Linked DNA regions of Gossypium hirsutum: all the other regions are linked to region 1. A link is a contact called in public Hi-C data. All regions are on one chromosome and are shown on one strand. The core of a region is the stretch at or near the end of the contact, and the rest is flanking DNA. Distances in the headings are between cores, read along the strand shown.

Region 1 (2,738 bases), core at 153-2,652:
GTTTATTTTCTTGAGACGTAAACTCGATGTTAACATTTTTGGAATTATTTTCGAAGAAAAATATGTTGGAAAACAAGTCGAAGTTCCCAAACATAATTATACTACCTTGCCTTAGCATGCAAGTACGTATCATCCTGCAAGGAAAAAACCAGAATGCAACACAACTTGCATAGGCTTAATGACTACACACAAGAGAAATCGTGGAACCAAAATAAGGGACTCATGGTTATGTGAGTGCATTAAATATAAATCCCCAAAAGGGGAAGAAGATGAAATTAAGTTGCAATATTGAACAAGAAGATGAAATATTGTCCTTTTAGCAGAAACATTATTTCATTTATCTTCAATCAGTACAAGTTAAAGACACCTAGGCAAATGCATGTTTGCATCTACCTCCACAGGCTACCCAAACTAAATAGATTTTCCTCGACAATGCTTTGGCTGGTAAAATTATACAAAGCTAAGGTAATTCTATAAAAACTAGCATCAAATTCGTATACCATCTACATCAATGACATGTAATGATCATGAAAAAAAACTAACTTGGTAAAGATTCATATCTAACAAGGATGAAAAATCTACAAATATGTGGATCACTAGGGAAATACCAACAATTCAGCAGTGTTTGTTATCGTATTAAAACCAACAATTCATATCTTAGTTCAGAGCTAAGAGGTTTCAAACCAAACATTCTCAAATTCAGTTGATTAACCGAGGCCATTTTGCATAGCTAAGACAAAAAAAAATTATATAAAGAAATGCACATCTAGCTCTGGGCAAGGTTGCCACCACTTTGCTGCCATAGATTGATGATATCAGTGGCCTGATTGAGAAGGATAATCATCTTCTTCTGAGAAATCCAAGGCTTACTTTCTAGAGTGGCCTTGAGCTCTTCCCAGGCATCTTTCCTTGGCCAGAAGAAATATGGACTTAGAGGAACAGTGCCGTGGCCCGGTATGACTTGATCAAGGGCAAGCCCGATGTTCTTTTCCATCCATATGAATTTCAAAACCAGTCTTGGCTTTCCAACTTGCTTGACCACCACCTCAGGTTTCTGAGGAATGATGAAGTCGGATGGTGTTTCAGTCTCAGTGACAGCTTCCGTGGCAGCCGAAGCAGTTAGTGTTGGAGTTTTGATTGTTTTCTTCAAAATGGGATTTTTGTTAAGGCAAAAGGGGGTGTTAAAGGATTTCTGATAACGAAAGGAATGACAAGTGAAAGTAGTATGGAGTGTAGATGAAGTAGCCATGGATAACATTTTGTATTGCAGAATGAGAGAGAGATGTGACGATGCGAGTCTTAAAAGCTGCTTTGTGGAGAAAGGATAAGGGATATGGGGCAATGGTAGGAATAGGAGGACATTGGCTTGGATTGGATCCTATGTTTTAATTATACTCGGTTTGCTCCTTTAACCTCTTAGCTCTATACTTTGATATAATTTCTTCTTCAAATTTCTTTTTAATTTGTTATTAACATATATGTATGTCTTAACCAAATGAGCGCTCTATATTATGTTATAATACGATACATCTGTTCATGGGTCGGTTATTCATTTAAGCCCAAAGTTCTGTTTAAAATTTAGGAGGATTTAGACAAAAATAATAAGTCTAAAAAATGAGCTTAAATAAAAAAATTAATTCCGTTTAAAATATGGGTCAGACTTGGGCTTTAAACATTCAAAAGCCTAACCTGACTCGGCTCGATCCGTTTTAAGTTTATAATATTTATATTATGTTATTTTTATATATTATGAAATTTAGAACTCAATAAAAAAAATAAACCTATACTCTAATGTAAATATTAAAATAATGTTAAGGTGACTATATAAAAAATTCAATAAATAAAAAAATGTATAAAATTATTAAATATTAAAATAATATAATATAAGTTTTTTTAAATTAAAAAAATAATATGGACGAGTCTAAAATAAGTTTGGGTTAGTCTTTTACAAATATGGACGGGTTTGAGCAAAATTTTAAATTCAAATTTTTGGTCAAACTGAACTTAAACAAATATAAAATATATTAATATTACGCTTAAACTGGAGATAACCTACCAATAAACTCCTCTAAATACAAGTTATGGTGCTCATAAATTACATTACTTATTATCTTAAATTAACGCCATTTATTTTAATAAAGAAACATATCGGTATGCTTGTTTATGTTTAAACTTTAATTTCAATATAGTGGAACCCAATTTTGATATATGCAGGTGAATTTTATATTATTTAAACTTATACTTATATTTAAATATTTTATTGAGTTAGTGTTATTTTTAATTGTTCACCAATTTAATTATTAAATTATAAAAATATTTAAAAAAAGGATATAATTAATATTGTCGAAACTATTTTTTTAGAAAACGGGGTCGACTTTGATTTTGAAAATGAAAACAAACAATGGGAGTCGCCACCAATCCTTTTTTATGAGGTGTGATCGGGTCACCTTAAATTAATCATTTTAATAAAAGTTAAGATTTACTAAAACGATAATTTTTGGTCTACGAGAATCAAAAAATGAGTTCGGGAGTTGGTTACGTACGAGGAAGGATTAGCACCCTCGTGATGCCCAAAAATTGGTACCTAGTTGATTAATTAGTGTCTTAGTGTCGAAACTTTGAAAACTTGAAAGACTTTAAAATACGATCCCTCTTTTTGTAGAAACACTTGAATGTTAAAGATCTTCTCGTCTCGAAATAATAAAATGTCACATCCAGTAAGTTGGGACACAACATCT
Region 2 (2,738 bases), core at 75-2,574, 180 kb after region 1:
CCGTGGCCAAATCAGCTGGAACCATGGCGTAATTTTCAAGCCCACAGATCAACGGAGCCCCTGCCACAGGCGACAGCTTCACATTCAACACAGAACTGCTCAAATTCTTCTCCGTATAATTTAAACTAAAAGCCGCAAAGCTCCCAACTTCCTTTAATATATCCACTCTACTCACATTCTTATCGTTGACCAGCACATCGAACACTCTCTCCCCTGCCTTTTTAACCGTCGAATCGATCTCCGCAAAATGAAACCACACCAAGTAATCAAGCTTTGCATCCACTGGTAATTCGTATTCCAGACGTCCCTCAATTGTCACCGCCGATTGGTACAATTTCATGGGAAAGTAATTCGGCGCTTTATCGGTACCAGTTATTTTTTCTTTAGTGGTTATAACTTTAGCGGATTCCGACTTTCCAGCTCGGTAATCGGAATCGGATTGCCAGGAGCGGCCGAAGGCGTCCGGGTCGGATGTGAAACCGGGTCCCCATTGTGATGAACCGGGAGAGAGTCGCCCATAGTTGACTAGAATGTAGCTATCGCTGGTTTGGGCGGAGTTATATGACAAAGGATCGATCTGGACGACTTCCAGAGAAGCGATGACGGGAGGGTCAGTGGCAATGCTGTAAAAACAGAAATCGAGTTGACCGTCTTTGACGAAGGCAAAGAGATCGGAGTAAGCGCCATCTCGAGTGAGAGATTCGGGCCAAGGAGAGCGCCAGGAAAAGACGAGAGTGCCCTCGACAGAAGCGTCGAAGGAAGGGGAATGGGATTTGCCGTCGTAGTTGTCGTAAACGGTAAAAGTACGGATGTAGTAACGGCCAGCAGGAAGGGGGATATTGTAGCAATTCTTCTTACCGGAGGAGAGTGGGAAGTAACGGAGAGTCTTTTCGTGTTGAAGATGGAAATGTAGGGGCTCGGAGACCACGGAGGTGGAACCGCCAGTGAAGAATTTGTCGGGTAGCCAAGAGATGTTGTAGGAGTCGGTGGAAGGAGTGGAACTGCCGCAGTCAATGTGGAAGCTAGTGTCTGCAAAGAAAACAAAAACAAAATACAATAGCAGCAGTTAGAAGATAGTGAGCGAGAATAAGAAAAGAAAAACAAAAGGTGGTGGAAGTGGCTTACTGTAAGGGTAGGGCAAAGGGGAGGAAGAGTGGAGGAGGAGAGCCAAGGAGAGCAGGAAAAGGAAGAGGAAGGACATGGTGGAACGAGAGAGAAACATAATAGGAAATGGGGGATTTGATTTTGGACATTGACGCTATAAAGTAGGGGTGGGGTGGGAGTATAAAGTCAGACAGTAAAAGAGGGCGAGATTAGTGGGATATAATATTAATTCACACTTCAACAATTTGTTTACATAATACCAATTAAAAATAAATAAATAAAAAGCATAAAATCGAATTACTAAATCCTCAAATTGGAAAAGTAAAAGCTTTTTGAAAATACTCAAATAATAAAATAAATTAAATAGTATTTTTCTTATAATTTACTTTAAATATGTTTCAATTCATATTAAATAATAATACTATTCTTTATCTAATTATTTATATTTCAATATTTAATTAAATTAATTTTAAAAAATAATAAAATGTAATTTACTATTAATTACATTAATCTTTAAAAATAATTAAATTAAATATTTAAAAAATAATTGGTGTTAATTATTTATATTTCAATCTTTAGTTACATTAATTTTAAAAAAATAATAATATATTTTTAATTAAAATGCAAAATTAACCAGTGCGATGCAGAATTAAGAAAATAAGATATTATCTAAAATAAGGCTTTGATGCATTTTAAGAAAAATTAGTTAGTGAAAGGTTGTTTTTATGAAAAGTGGTATTGTTATCCGCGCAACATGTCAGCATTTTTTATTTATTGTTATGAAGTGAACACTTTTTCCTATAATTATGATTTCGTATTAACTAATGAAACAATTTAATATACTTGGTTTCAATTTAATTTATTTTTTAATTATTATATGCGATCAATTCCTACATCGGACGCAGCGTAGGGGCAGGAGTATAATATTGATTCGCATCTCTTGATTATATCATACCATCCAAAAGAAAGTATTCTTAGTAAAATTTATTTGAAAGTGCTCAAATAAAGCCTTAACTTTTTTAAAAGTGGATAAATAATTTAGATGATTATTTTCTTATCATTTACTTTAGATATATTTCAATCCATATTAAAAATAATAATAATATTTAAATTAATATAAGTTATTTACATTCCAATATTTAATTACATTAATATTAAGAGTAATTTTAAAAATTTTAAAATAAATTTAAATTTTATTAAAAATTATAAGAAATTTAAAAGCTTTTAAATAATTTAAAATATAATTAAATATTTAAATGTAGTTTAAAATTATCTTTTAGTACTGTTTACAAATTAATTTTATATCCCATATTTTTTATATTTTAATTTCTTACTTATGTTATTTGAGAGAATTTATTAGAAAAATAACATACATTAATTTAATATATTTTAATTAATCCAAAAAATCAACCTATGCATCATAGGGTAAAAAAAACTTTAGGAAAAATTAGTTAGTGAGATGTTGTTTTCATGAAAAGTGATATTGTTATCCGTGCAACTTGTAATCATTTTTAGTTATTGTTATTAGGTGAATCCTTTTTCCTATAATTACTGACCTTGTATTTCAGTAATTATTATTTATTTCAATGTTAAAATATGGTTGCGTAAATTACAACATATTTGACTATAAATAT
Region 3 (2,738 bases), core at 134-2,633, 140 kb after region 1:
CATTCTAATGCCAGAAGTTCTATTTCTCTAGTCCTTTTCCCATTAGTACATCCAAGGTTTCCTGTTGCAGCTCCTCCAAATATTTTGACCCCAAATAGCCTGAGCCCAACCGGGTTTCCCAATCCTGATTTTGCCTTCCAGTGAATGTAAAGCTTCTTCTCGGCTCCTGTTGATCTCTGGAAGCTAACAATGTCACCGGCTTTAAGGTTCTTCTCCTTAACAAAGCGGCTCCACCCTTTTGTTAGCACATAACTTTGGCTACTATTCCAGTAGGAATATCTAAACCTCCAAACTTTACCGGTCACGTCTTCCAAGTTCAAAAGAACTCCTTTGGAAGAAGAACCTCCACTTTCCAATGGGAAGTACTTCTCCGCATGCTGCTTAGGTATAACTAGTCGGTTCAACTTCCCCACATCGCTTGGGGTCACAGCTTTTTCGAAAAGTTGGTCACGCGCTTTCACTTCGGCACCAAAAGAGCCAAACACAGCCTCGTTTCCTACCACACGTTTCCCATTCCCGTCGAAGCCATAGCATCTCCTTGTTCTACTCTGCTCAAGCTCATCATTGTAAGTATGCTTACGCAACATGTCAATGATTTCAGCCTTGGAATGTGTATTGAGGAAGGCTATTTCGATGCCATCTTCCTCAGTTTCTCGGAGGTGTTTAAAGTTAGTGACGGCATCAGGACCCCGAAACCTTCGAGCCGCTATGTCATAGGCTTTGGCGGCCTCATCTTCTTCATTGAACGTTCCAAGCCAGACACGCTGGTGTTTCTCGTATATCTGGGCACCCCATCGGCCATTGGGTTGAGGAACAACGCCTTTGTACTTGGAAGAAGGTAGCTTTTTAGATTCAGCTTTAGATTCCACAATCACGCTGGTTCTGCTTCCAACTCGGCAGAGAGAGTCGGGAGATTTGGTAACGGCAGGTAAAAGAGAGGATATGGATATGGACATGGAATCACTGGTTTTGCTTTCATCTATGGCTATGCAGCCTCCATCCATTTTTTTTTCTTTTGGATTGTACAAATAGGAAAAAGATATAGGCAGAGGATGCAGTAGTTGAACAAGGTTGGTTTTTGTATTTTTGTCTTTCAAAAGGTGGAAGAAAAGAGAGGGTTGAGTTGGGTTTGTATGAAGGGTTGAGTGGTGATGTTAGTATATATATAGGGGGTGGGTAATATATGTTAAATATATTTAAGAAAGAAAAAGAAATAGAGAAGATTATTCATAGTTTTGGAGTAAACAGATTTTTAATGGTAAAAAGTAGGGTTTTGGTGGGTCAACCCGAGGAGATAGGAAGGTAGGGTAAGAAGCCAGGAAAATTCATGGAGGGAGGAAGAGAGAAAAGATTAAAAATAGCTGTATTGGAGTTTGGGTAATATAACTAATAATATGTTTAGGGTAAAGGGGGGGGATACTTGAAGAGGAAGGTGAAGGAAAATAGAGGAAGAGTGTGTCTAGTATGACAATGCCATGGATGGGATGTGTATGAGGTGGGACCCAACAAAACAAGTTGAAGGGGGGTTCACGTGATTGTGGACCGTCTATACTTGGTGCCATGCAATTCAACTTCAACACCAGCATCAGCATATAGCATATAGGATGCCCTCGCCCTCTTTCTAAAAATAAAAATAAATGATTATAAGAACCTTATCTGTATATTGATGCAACTAGCTAGCTAGGTTAATCAAAATGCAAGGATTGGTGCATCATTTGATACAACCAATTAGAATCCAGATATATATGAAGTTTTGAGTTCCAATAGGATGGGTGCTAATTGGCCTACTACATCTGGAAGGAGATGGATAGATAGACATTGAACATTGAATACAAGACAAATTAAGGCTGATCCCATTCAACAACTACATTAGAAGTACCATAAATGCCTTGATTTATTCTTTCTCATCTCCTCCTACTCCTAGGCTTTAGTTTGTCTTTATGGGCTAGGTTCTTCACCTTTAAACCATTTAATTAGTATCCTCCCAAGCCCATCTCTCCATCCTAGTTAACATAAGAATAATAATAAATTAATTTCCAACCAACATTGACATTTTCTCCTCTCATCTCCCCCTACTTGTATCATTACTTAATAATGCAAAACCGAAACAATTAATACCAATATCAGTACCATCCATATCATATCTATTTAGATCTAGACAGTATTTATATCTTTTAATCAATTACTTGTACTTATTTTTGTATATGATACATCATATGGATTTTATATGCATATACTAATTAAAACAAAGGAAACAAAAACTCATGATCATGTATAGATCTCAATTGATGATTTTTCCCCCCGAAATTCATTATTTATACATCCAATTCTACCAGTGGTAGTAGAGTGGGATATTGTACGGAGTAGTCCTACTCCTTGGTCGGAGGACCCATTACTACAAGCAAGTTGATGAAAAACCGAGCGCCGCTTTAGAGACGGTGGGTAGGCGGGTGGCTGTTCTATTTTTTGGTTTTGGTTTTGGTTTGGGTGGGTCCTATTAATTAGAGATTCCAATTCACTGAGATTTTTCCTTCAATATTCTTTTTCAGCAAAAGGTGAAAAATAAAAAGGGCAATATTTTACTACCTATGAAAATGACCAGTTGAAACTAAACTACTCTTGTTCCCTATTTACATGTAAACCCCATTCTCTACGTAGCGGTTTGCAGCAACTTTACTATCAATTAATCTATCTTTAACCATATTTTTTTTTGTTGCTAACATAAACATGGAAGAGGA

The links. Hi-C and Micro-C count contacts between places; a contact is called where the count stands out from the background.
Region 2: a contact with region 1 is called in a Hi-C map of callus, with 3 times the contacts expected there. The contact joins the promoter of LOC107887165 here to the promoter of LOC121203073 in region 1. A contact is called at or near these places in 18 of 34 Hi-C or Micro-C datasets (anther, callus, cotyledon and 5 more).
Region 3: a contact with region 1 is called in a Hi-C map of leaf, with 1.8 times the contacts expected there. The contact joins the promoter of LOC121219047 here to the promoter of LOC121203073 in region 1. A contact is called at or near these places in 6 of 34 Hi-C or Micro-C datasets (callus, hypocotyl and leaf).

What each region holds. Positions count from the first base shown.
Region 1 is chrA03:56,119,092-56,121,829 of Gossypium_hirsutum_v2.1, forward strand. It overlaps LOC121203073 (30S ribosomal protein 3, chloroplastic), which reads right to left and starts at 1,403. Exons shown (of 1, transcript XM_041099147.1): 1 at 606-1,403. The coding sequence starts at 1,258. The coding sequence ends at 767. It overlaps LOC107887168, which reads left to right. Exons shown (of 5, transcript XM_016811331.2): 5 at 1-76.
Region 2 is chrA03:56,303,361-56,306,098 of Gossypium_hirsutum_v2.1, forward strand. LOC107887165 (receptor-like protein 4) reads right to left here and starts at 1,325. Exons shown (of 9, transcript XM_016811324.2): 1 at 1,126-1,325; 2 at 1-1,029. The coding sequence starts at 1,222.
Region 3 is chrA03:56,260,884-56,263,621 of Gossypium_hirsutum_v2.1, forward strand. LOC121219047 (AP2/ERF and B3 domain-containing transcription factor RAV1) reads right to left here and starts at 1,384. Exons shown (of 1, transcript XM_041096507.1): 1 at 1-1,384. The coding sequence starts at 1,004.